3 separate regions of the Zea mays genome follow, and all the other regions are linked to region 1. Evidence: chromatin contacts called from public Hi-C data. All regions are on one chromosome and are shown on one strand. Each heading gives the region's core, a stretch centred on a gene start, on an enhancer-like site or on the middle of the called end of the contact. The rest is flanking DNA. Distances are from core to core; before and after follow the strand shown.

Region 1 (3,811 bases), core at 947-3,446:
ATATGATCTCTATAACAGTCATGCAGCTATGCTCGTTAGAAACATTTTTATGAAAAATACTGCTACTAACTATGCTACATGATGTAGGTATTTATGCAATACGGTACGCTGCGTAAAAAATCAGTTTCCTGTTGCATGTGCACAAATTTTGGATGGACATAATGTGCGTTAAGAGGAATGGATTGACATGCATGAAAACAAAAAATCTGATTTAATGTTTTATATCATACATAAAAATAGGATCTCTACAACAGCACTGCAACTAGGCTCGTTGGAACCAGTTTATGACTTATACTGATACTAATTATGCTACACTGTGTAGATATTTATGCAGTGTGGTACACCACGTAAAAAAATTGTTTCCTGCTGCATGTGCACATATTTAGAATGGCAAGAATATGTTTTGAAAAAGAAAATAGATTGAGATGCATGGAAACAAAAAATATGATTTAAATGCTTTATTTCCTCCATAAATATAGGGTCTCTCCAACATCCATGCATCAAAGTTCGTTAGAACCAGTTTATTATATACACTGATACTAATTATACTACACGGTGAAAGATTTATGCACTTCGCTAGATTACGTAAAAATCTGTTTTCTGCTACATGTGCATAATTTTAGGATGACAAGAATGTTAGTTGAAAAGAAAATGGATTGGCATACGCGAGATTTATGGAATCATGGCAAATGACCTCATTTCTAGGGATGTTCCTAAAACATCCGACTTGTATCACAAATCTAATATTTTAGCATAGATATACATAGAATTTAAAGCTGATTTTTGGCACTGTTATTAAGAATATTATGTAGTATTTAAATAAATTTTTATATAATTTTTTATGTACATTATTTTCTCCCTACAATAAAAAAGGTGAAAAAAACATCTGAATTTGTATTTGAATAGACATTCGAATTTTATATCAATTATTTAAAAAGATATATAATGAATTTAATGTTCATTTTTTATGAAGATTAACAGTCTCAATGCTAAAAACAAGAATATAAATTTACATAGCAAATTCTATATGTTATTTGTTCGCAATCGAAGAAACAAGACCAAAAATTTGACATCCGAATAAATATCCGGATCCATCCCTACTCATTTCTTAGAGCAGCTATTTTTTCTAAATTTCTATTTCGTTGCGTAAATGTGTGCATTGTAAATATATCTTATACATATGGCGTAAATACTAGGAACCTAATACACACTGGATTAAGTAAACGAGATAATACATAAAATCAACAAATCATTTGCGTAAAATGTGAATAGAAATATCATAAACAGGCAAATAGACGGAAGCAGAGCTATGAACTGAAATATATATCGTAAAAACCTATTGACGTTGGCATAAATATGTATACAAAATAGCATGAAAACAGGGCCACCGCCTCGCGTCTAGGATGCGTAATCGGTTATATGTTAGTCCCCATGCACATGCAACATCTATATGTCCTATGAGACACTAAGTTTCACGCATAAAATTGTCATTGAACCCTTTTGATATTTCAGCTATCTAGCCTACTAACCCGGTCAATTGCCTTCTCTAAACATCTTGTCGCCGGCAAAAGTAAAATCCTACACAATACCTTTGCATGTATTCGTTCCACAACAAATGTTGAAGTCTCCAATACTTTCAATAAAGCTCATGTTTATGTGGTCCAACCTATATTATTATTTCTCTGAGAATCGTTAGTCCATATATCGTTGTCATTAATTACCAAAACACTACTTAGAGGCCTAGATGCTTCACAACTTGTTGTAAATTAGTACTTTTATCTAATTATTCATTTCATATATTTTAACAAAAGTAACTAATCTATCTATAATTTGGTCTATTCGGTGGACCGGATAGACTGAATTCGAGTCCAATCCCTAAAATTATTTTGAAAATTTTGAGCCTTATTTTTTAGAACCCAAAATTTCAAAAAAAACGAATAGACCGAACAAAATCACCCAAATGGATTGAATGCCCACCCATAATCGACGGAGTTAATGTCGTGGGAGGAGAAGAGGTCGTGGTGCTTGGTGGAGGTAACAACATCGGCGGTCAGGGGCGGAGGGCCCAGTATGGTCCAGTATTGCCTGGGCAATACCTTGGGTCGGCCCACTAAGAGAATAGAGATTAGGGTTCGTCCCGCACAGCCGCACAGGCGCGTCCCGACGTCCCGCACTCCTGCCGGCGCTCATTCCTCCAGGCCTCCAGCCTCCAACCGCTCGCCCGCTCGGCTGCAGACCGCTCCTGGCGGCGCTCCAGCCGCTCGGAGCCTCGGCACGCTCGGCGCTCCAGCTGTCCGCTCCGGCGCTTCGCTGATCTGCTTGTCTGATTGTCTTGTCCCGCCCGGCGGCCGGCTGCAGGCTGCTTGCCGCTTGGTCCCGCCGAGGCGTCGACCCGCACCGCACGGCTGCCGCCTGCCGCTGCTTCCTGCTTGGCCGCACGTCTGCTTGTCTAGTTGTTTGCTTGGCTGCTTGCTTAGTGCTTCTAGTTGTCTGCTTGCTTCGTGCTTCTGTGTTTCTAGTTGTCTGATTGTGACTTGTGAGACTTGTGAGCATAGAAAGGTCAAAGGTAGTGCGTGAGTATTTGATTGTGCGTGTCTAATGTATTAGATTTTTCAAGGTGCAGATTTTCCAATTTCTAAATAGCAGTCTTGGATACAAACAAAAACAAGGCAAAGAATATGGCCCAAAAAGTATCTCTATATTATGTGAACACTCCCTGTTGGCTGTTGTAACATCTTCTAATTCTCTAATACATGTTATATGCTTCGTAAAATGACAGATTTAAAGAGCTATTTTAGTCAAGCTTCTAGTGGAAGTAGACTAAGCACTCGCGCTAGTGGAGTTTGCAATGAACCGGAATACAAGTTGGAATTCAAGAGAATAATAGTGAAGATACCAATGGTGAAAATGTTAATGGTCAAGTCGAAGATAAGAAAACTAGACAAATGCAATTGTCTAGATCTTCTAGAACTAGACACAACTAAACGTATATTCTTATTTCACTTGTTCAACAATTTTTACTTTAATTTGCTATTGCTAACTCATTTTTTTCTTTTTCCCAGATTTTATTCGCTATATGGTATTTGGTTGTAAATGGATTGTAATCAAGATGACTACTAAATAAGGTATTTTTCAACACTTATTACTTATTTTATAGCTACAAGTTATTTTAAACTGTGTCATAAATTTTTAGTTTTCGTTGCGTTAGCAACACCTAAATTTTCTGGCGTCCTCCGCAACTGTCGGCGGTGCTCCACTAAGCCATAACATGTGCGCGAAGGTAGCAGCTAGAGATGGCAATGGGTAAATACCCACCGGGTATTACTACCCCATACCCATACCCACGACACAAAAATACCCCACCGGGTCACCCATATACACTAGCGGGTATGTATTTATCCCCATACCCATACCCATGTGGGTATGGGTCACCCATCGGGTCACCCGTACCCACAAAAATTAAACAACTATCAAAAAATTATACTATACAAATGGCAAGTATATCCATATAAATACCATTACAAAATTTTCTAGCATCATTTAACCATCCATTCAACACACACCAAAGATAATTGAATAAAGTAGTAACACTATGATAGTACTACATAGCACATTACATATTCGATTACATGGTCATTAAATTGTTGTTAAATAGTAAAAAAGTTGGATGACTAAAGTCCAAGTTCATGCTTCAGATAAGTTTATATTGGTATTTTATACCCACGGGTTAATGGGTATGTGTGAAGGCGGAACGTTTTAATACCCGTTTACCCATTGGGTGGAGATTTTTGCCCAATAACAGACCCACGGG
Region 2 (3,811 bases), core at 443-2,942, 620 kb after region 1:
CCTGGTGGCTTGAGGCCAGTCTGGTAGGTGACGCTCGCTGCAAGGACACCTAGCAGCATCAAGTATTCACGCTTGTTCTTGTCAGAGTCCTCTTTTTGCTGCTGTGCTTTTTCCACCGACGTTTTAGTTGCCTGTTTCTCGCAGCGTCCTGCACCTCCGTTCTTTTCTCTTGATGATCTAGAGTCAGAGGGCGGCGACTCTTCTAATGTTGTATTCTTTCTTCTACTACAGATGTTGCAAACACCGGAGCCACCAATGTCGTCAACACATAGATGGAAGTAGGGGCGGATCCAGAAAATGAATACCTCCATGGCTACAAATGCAAACACCGCAGCCACCAATGTCAACACATAGATGGAGGTGCGCACATCCCTGGAGCTCCCAGCGGCATAGGCTCCCATGAGGCCAAACATGCCGGCCACCATGCACACGTACAGCGCGTAGCACCGTATCCCTGGCCTGTACAGGTTGGGGTCAGGGCCGGTCCTGGAGGGGGGCAAGTGGAGCGGCCGCACCGGGCCTCCGATTTTAAAAGGGCCCCCAAGTAGTGTACATGTATATATAGTCTTATGTGTTGGATTTGGTCTGTTAAAGTTACAATAAATCTTTTTTTAATTGTTTAACTAACCAAAACTGTTGTTTAACTAACCAAATGGATTCATATCCAAATATTTCAATCGCTTATCGGATATTATTTACTGTGCCTGTGAGTGACTGTGGCATCGGCTAAGAGAAGTTTTTCAAAGTTAAAATTGTTGAAGAACTATTTAAGGTCAACAATGTCTCAATATCGACTCAACGGGTTGGCTACTTTATGTATTGAGAAAAAAATATTAAACGAGGTTGATAGCAACACTATTATCAATGAATTTACATCAAGAAATGTTAGAAGAAATTTTTAAGATAATATATACAAAGATTTGAAGTTATTTTGATATATTAGAGACTTTTATCATTCAAAATTTTTTTATGTACTTAGAAAAAAATGAATATATATATATATATATATATATATATATATATATATATATATATATATATATATATATATATATATATATATAGCCTTAAAGGCCCCAATTTTTTTTTGTTTCGCTCCGGGTCCATGAAATCTCAGGACCGGCCCTGGTTGGGGTTGACGAGCAGAACAATGAGAGCCACCGACGCCATGAAGCTCGCCGCGTTGCAGTAGAAGAAGGCACTGTAGCGGGGGCAGTAGTTGTCGTGGAGGACCGGGTAGCCCGCGCGGTGCCCGCGGGCGCCGTCGTTCTCCGGCCAGAAGCCCCCCGGCGGCGTCAGCCCAGCCTGGTAGGTGAGCGTCGCGGCCAGGATGGCGAGGAGGAGCAGCACCTCGCGCCTGGTCTCCAGCTTCTCCTTGTCCCGGTGGTTGTCCTTGTGGTCCAGCGTGAAGAAGACGATGTGGATGACCACGTAGACCAGGACGACCCCTGCCAGGGCAACCACGTAGATGGAGGTCGTCTTGTCCCTGCAGCTCCCTGCAGCGTACGCGCTGATCAGGCCGAACAGGTCCAGTATCATGGCCGCCTCCAGCGTGTGGCGCTTCAGCAGGAATCTGCTCTGGACCATCAGGATGACGATGAGGGACGCCACGAAGGCTGCCGAGTTGCTGTAGAAGAACACCTTGTACCGGGTGGGTTGTGTCGTCAGGAGTATCGGGTCACCGTTCCTGTGGCCGTCTCGAGTGTCGGGCCAGAGACCGCCTGGTGGGTCCAGTCCTGCTTGGTATGTAATGCTCACGACAAGGGTCGCAAGAAGCATGACAAGAGACCGAGCCTTTTCCACTTCCACCGCTTCGTCTTCGTGTTTTTGGTCCCTGCATGTAGTAGTTGCACTTTGCAAGCAAAAAAACATAACAAAGAGTTAGTCCTAAATTGCAACTGGTGACTCCTTACTTGTGTTGTTCTGGAAATTAAACACACACACTCACCTGTCGCTGCTGATCTGTGGATCTGGATGGTGGTCCTGCGGTCTGTCAAAGCACCAACCCTTTACTCCTAGCAGACATTTCGAAGCATAATCGTATACAGTTTGTAAGCATCTGCAGCGATTCTTCACTGTGACGGCGACGGCCACCTGGAGGAAGATGTAGGCAAGAACTCCGGCGTTCAGGCAGATGACGTAGGTGCTTTCGTGGACCTCCCTGCAGCTCCCAGCGGCGTAAGCCCCCATGAGGCCCAGGAGCGCCGTGAGCCACGAAGCGTACGGAGAGCTTGGCGGTGAGCTTCTTGTCGACGACGAGGATGATGATGAGCAGGGACGCGACGAACGCGGTGGTGTTGCAGACGTAGAACGCCCAGTAGCGTCTGGAGTAGTTCTCCTGCAGGACAGGGTCGCTCATCTGGTGCCCATCCTTGGTGTCGCCCCAAAAGCCGCCAGGCGGATTCAGCCCTGCAACGTACGTGATGGTGACTGCGAAGGTGGCGAGCAGCATCAGGACCTCATCCAGTTCTTCGCGTTCATAGCCATGCACATTGGCGGCACTAGTGTCATTATTTTTTGCAGTGTTATGATCATCCCTATGCTTCTTGCGCGGCAGCGCCAGCACGCCGAGGTACCAGCAGAAAGCGGCTACGACGTAGGCGAAGACAGCGCAGACCAGCAGCGCCGAGTAGATGGTCGTGAACTTGTCCCGGCAGCTCCCGGCGGCGTAGGCACCCATGAGGCCGAGCAGGTCGAGAACCATGACCACCCGCAGCAGAGCCTCCCACCAGCCCGTGTTCTTGCCGTCCAGGACCAGGAGGAGGACGCTGACCACGAGCGACGCGGCGAACGCGGTGGCGTTGCAGTAGTAGAAGATGAGGTAGCGGTGGCGGTGCGCGTCCTGGAGGATCGAGTCGCCCGCGTGGTGCTGCCCGTCGTTTACCTGCCAGGCTCCTCCCGGCAGGTTTAGCCCGGCGCCGTACGTCACCGTAGCAACCAGACTGGCCAGCAGCAGAAGGTACTGCCTCAGCTGGTATTCCATGGAACTTGAAGAAGGTTTAGCCCCGTCCCCAGCCCCAGCCCCAGCCCCAGGTTGGGACTGGGTGTGGCTTTGTGTGCCGCCGGACGCCATTGGACTGTGAGACGAAGCTACTTTGTTGTTGTTGTTGTTGGACGCCATAGCCTTATCTGGTTGGTGGGTGTACGTTGAGGTTGCTAGCGGTGGCACCTTGACACTGAGGCCGATATGCTAATGCCATGGCATCATATAGGTCGAGGCGAGGAGCTTAATACGCGATCGAGCACAAGCATCGGTGGCTAGCCTTCTCGGCACGGCAGAATATAACAAGTAGCATATAACAGCGTGCTCGATTGTGTCCTTGCAGGATGACTTGGTTGGGTCGTCTTATTTAAAGTTATATTCTAATCTTTTCTCCCAAGCTCGCGTTGCATTTTGTCGATTATCAATTTGTTGAGCAACGAATTTGTTAGCAAACTCTACAAGATTTGTTTAGAAACCCATAAGGGCTTGTTCGGTTCTACCCCAATCCATATGGATTGAGGGGAATTGAGAGTGTTTTAATCCTTAATAAGTCAAAATCTTTCTCAATCCGTATCAATCCCCTCCAATCCATATGGATTGAAAATAACCGAACAAGTCCTAAGTGGGAGGTGGATCTGCTCTCTTCCACGCCACGGCTTAGCGCGAGACGCAGTTAATATGACGTGTGCAGTATTGATGATGAGAGCAGTTCTTTGTCAAACACGGAATCCACTTGAGTGGCTTCCTCACGTCTCGTATGACCCCTGGGCTAGGCTCCTCCTCGCCTACCCTAGGCGTGGTGGAGGGACAGACTCCTCCTAGTACCTT
Region 3 (3,811 bases), core at 926-3,425, 620 kb before region 1:
TTAGAATGGAGGGAGTGCTACTCTGGACAGCAGAAGATAGAGACGAGACTTTGTTCTCTGTTTGCTCACCTTTCCTTTGATGTCCTCCACTTATCAATGTCAAGAGCATCCATACCGACGTAAAGGAAGATGAATGTCTCGGCAATGAAAGATAATGTTGCAAATATATGCCTGCAGACACATCCATAAGAATCAAGGATGACTTCGCAACAGCATAAACATTGCTGAGAATGGATCCGAATAGACCAATCGAACACAGCATTCGATTCTTAAGAAATGTTTGGACATTGATTATTGAGCTCACTTTGTTGTAATCCTTGAGCTCTCTGTCACGTTGTGCCATGCATAATGGGACATGACAATGCCGCAAAAGAACACGGTCAAAATTCCACTCAGCTCTAGCAACTGCAGAACATGCAGCATCTTGGGATGAATTGTGGAAGTGCATAATGTAAGTACTAGGAGATAAAATTTGGTAATCTTACCTCTGCCAGCATATACGATAGATAGGCCATGAGAGCCATCAAGGCAACCTCTCTATCGGTCGAATGCCTGAACAAAATATGGGGAAGAGATTTGAAAGATAAAAGAGTAGCAGATGAACACAAACTAAACCGATCGGTAACAACGATTACTCACCTACCAAAATACAGAGCTTTGAGAACATATGCAGTTACTAGACCGATCTGACAAATTTGCGGTAAAGAGTTAAGGGTGTACAAAGAAATGGCACTAATGCATATATATGGAAGAAAAAAACAGTTCTTACTGAGATTCCGAGGACAGTGCTGGTTGCAAAGAGATAGAGGAAGTCAAATATCACTTTTAGCACAACCCCACCCTTGAGCCGACTGATATCGAGATCCTTGATGGCATTGAAAAGAACGACCGCCGTTGCATCGTTGACAACTCCTTCTCCAAACACCAGGCTGTACAGCCTTGGTGTCTCATCTTGGTTTATGACCTGCGTTTCAGCTCCGTGTGTTAAGCAGATGGAAGTGGGACAAAGTGTTAAGGATTCAGAATGCAGCAGACCTGCAACGTGCACACGGTGTCTGTTGAAGAAAATATGGCTCCCAGTGCTGCAGATGGACATGAGATCAGTACAAATTTCATGACAGGACAGAGAGCAGTCTATGAGTGACACAAATAAAGGAAGACAAACCTAAATAATCTACCGCACCAAGTTCTCCAAACCCGACTTTCGGGAAGAGCCAATAGCAGCCTGATATTAACCAGACGAAGTACATGTCATTGTCAGTCACCAATGGTGAGGAAGTTGTGCATTGCGAATGAGCCTAGGTTTTACTAGTTGCAATATTGAACTGTATACAGAATAATAGATGAATATATACCATCGATATGAACAAAGAGCTAACGAATCAGTAAAAACCTACCTGCCGAAACTATTGCACCTGAGATGAAAACGCCGAACACGCCGAAGGACATGATGGTCATGAAGTTGTGGAAGAACTGCTTTTTCTTGACCTGAAACCTGTAGGCAAACAACAGTCATATCCAGAACACTCGAGTAGGCATCTGATCGAAGCTCTCAGTCACGCCATTACAAATACTACCTTGCAAGTGGACCAAGCATGCATACCCGGCGTTGAAGATTATCGGTGGAAGCACGTAGATGAAGAAGAGCTGCTCATCGAACCGCAGGATGTGTGAGTGCTTCCCCTTGGTCAGCAGAAATACGATCACTCCTATGATGCACCCCTGGCAAAAGAAAATCGTAGAAAATAGTTGTTGTTGACAATGAAATACTACTTATTATCAGTGAAAATTTGGCGGGGATTGGATTCGTACGATGACGAGGGCGGTGATGGACTCATTGACCCACTTGTTCTCCTCGAGGAGGTGGCCCGCGACGAGGCACAGGCACAGCACCGTCGTGAACATGCAGATGGACACCACCGTGGTGCTGCTCCCACCGGTTCCATCCGCCGCCGCTGCCACCACCAGCGTCTCCCACCACGCCGCCGCCGCCATGGATTCTCTGTCGCATGTCTCTCGCACCCGTGTCCTCTGTTTTTGCTGCCGCCGTGTGAGGGACGATTTTGGCGCGTAGCCAGGGGCCAGGGGGGTGCCTTGGAAACAGCAGTGCACGTCACGGCGGCACGCGTGATGGACCTTGGCACCGTGCCTGCGTGGTACATGATCCCAGGAGCCACGTCTGTGGGAGGACTCCTCGGGGCTGCTCCAGGGGACCGCTCAAGATGAGCTCTGAATCTTTTAAAGACTGACACTGACAATCACTCTTTTTTCTAAGTTGTTTTATGTTTTCCTTAATTAACGAAACGGCGATATATCATTTTAGAGTAAAGTCTGTTTCATCCTGAAACTGTCTCTATTTTTAACACTACAGCAGAAAAGAGTTTTGTAATATCTGTTGACCTATAATGCCATTCAAATAGTACTGAAGACTAAGATCTTATTCTCTAGTCTGACCTGATACTAAAAATATATTAATTAAGATTTCTATAAAGAACTAAAATAAAGCAACACAATTAAAATAATATGATCCCTTCCTTCTTTCTTGATTCTTTTATGAGAAAGAGGTAAAACGTAGAGAGAAGGTTGAAAACAATTATGAAACGAAATATAAGCTTCATTTATTCCTATTCTTTTCTTCGATTACACATTATTATAAAACTAGTACTTTGCTCGCGCTTCGCGCGAGTTCTATAAACGTTATATTTGAACAGTTGAATTATATATATCTTAAATTAGATAGCAACTCAAATTACAACATCAGAAACTTACATAATGTTATCCTGAACATTATCTTGACAGGAATTACATAATTTCTTGGATTGGAACAAAGGTGGGACTTTAAATAGCATATAAATCAAAGTGCACATTACCTCAATAGGAGTCAAAGCATTTCATGGACAGTAAATGATAGTCGCCTAGAGGGGGGTGAATAGGGCGAAACTGAAATTTACAAATATACACACAACTACAAGCCGGGTTAGCGTTAGTAATGAAGAAACGAGTTCGCGAGAGAGGGCGCAAAACAAATCCCAAGCGAATAAGCAAGTGAGACACGGAGATTTGTTTTACCGAGGTTCGGTTCTTGCAAACCTACTCCCCGTTGAGGAGGCCACAAAGGCCGGGTCTCTTTCAACCCTTCCCTCTCTCAAACGATCCACGGATCGAGTGAGCTTTCTCTTCTTAATCACACGGGAACAAAACTTCCCCGCAAGGGCCACCACACAATTGGTGCCTCTTGCCTTGGTTACAAATGAGTGTTGATCACAAGAACAAGTGAGAAAGAAAGAAAGCGATCCAAGCGCAAGAGCTCAAAAGAACACAAGCAAATCACTCTCTCTAGTCACTATGGCGTTGTGTGGAATTTGGAGAGGATTTGATCTATTTGGTGTGTCTAGAATTGAATGCTAGAGCTCTTGTAGTAGTTGGGGAGTGGAAAACTTGGATGCAATGAATGGTGGGGTGGTTGGGGTATTTATAGCCCCAACCACCAACTTGACCGTTGGTGGAGGCTGTCTGCGCGATGGCGCACCGGACAGTCCGGTGCACACCGGACAGTCCGGTGCCCCTGCCACGTCATCACTGCCGTTGGATTCTGACCGTTGGAGCTTCTGACTTGTGGGCCCGCCTGGGTGTCCGGTGCACACCGGACATGCACTGTTCCTTGTCCGGTGTGCCGGAGTGGGCGCGCCTGACATCTGCGCGCGCAGAGCGCGCAATTAATGCGCCGCAGGTAGCCGTTGGCGCGGAGACGACCGTTGCTCCGGAGTCGCACCGGACAGTCCGGTGCACACCGGACAGTCCGGTGAATTAT

What was found. Hi-C and Micro-C count contacts between places; a contact is called where the count stands out from the background.
Region 2: a Hi-C map of ear shows a contact between it and region 1, with 2.3 times the contacts expected there. The contact joins the enhancer-like site here to the promoter of LOC100383380 in region 1. A contact is called at or near these places in 2 of 25 Hi-C or Micro-C datasets (ear and leaf).
Region 3: a Hi-C map of ear shows a contact between it and region 1, with 2.1 times the contacts expected there. The contact joins the promoter of LOC103638329 here to the promoter of LOC100383380 in region 1. A contact is called at or near these places in 2 of 25 Hi-C or Micro-C datasets (ear and tassel).

What each region holds. Positions count from the first base shown.
Region 1 is chr9:46,708,852-46,712,662 of Zm-B73-REFERENCE-NAM-5.0, reverse strand. It overlaps LOC100383380, which reads left to right and starts at 2,196. Exons shown (of 3, transcript NM_001176035.1): 1 at 2,196-2,986; 2 at 3,063-3,125. The coding sequence starts at 2,761. The coding sequence ends at 3,124.
Region 2 is chr9:46,087,877-46,091,687 of Zm-B73-REFERENCE-NAM-5.0, reverse strand. It overlaps the pseudogene LOC103639920. Among protein-coding and RNA genes, the nearest start is that of LOC103638318, 7.5 kb to the right of the region's middle. Within about 2 kb of position 1,692, at least 3 of the 20 cell types and tissues checked have an H3K27ac peak or open chromatin away from gene starts, as enhancers often do. A contact at or near this core is called in ear, where this site is marked.
Region 3 is chr9:47,329,538-47,333,348 of Zm-B73-REFERENCE-NAM-5.0, reverse strand. It overlaps LOC103638329 (sodium/hydrogen exchanger 4), which reads right to left and starts at 2,175. Exons shown (of 14, transcript XM_008661274.3): 1 at 1,813-2,175; 2 at 1,604-1,722; 3 at 1,398-1,495; 4 at 1,166-1,225; 5 at 1,036-1,082; 6 at 770-964; 7 at 640-686; 8 at 486-552; 9 at 305-405; 10 at 70-171. The coding sequence starts at 1,995.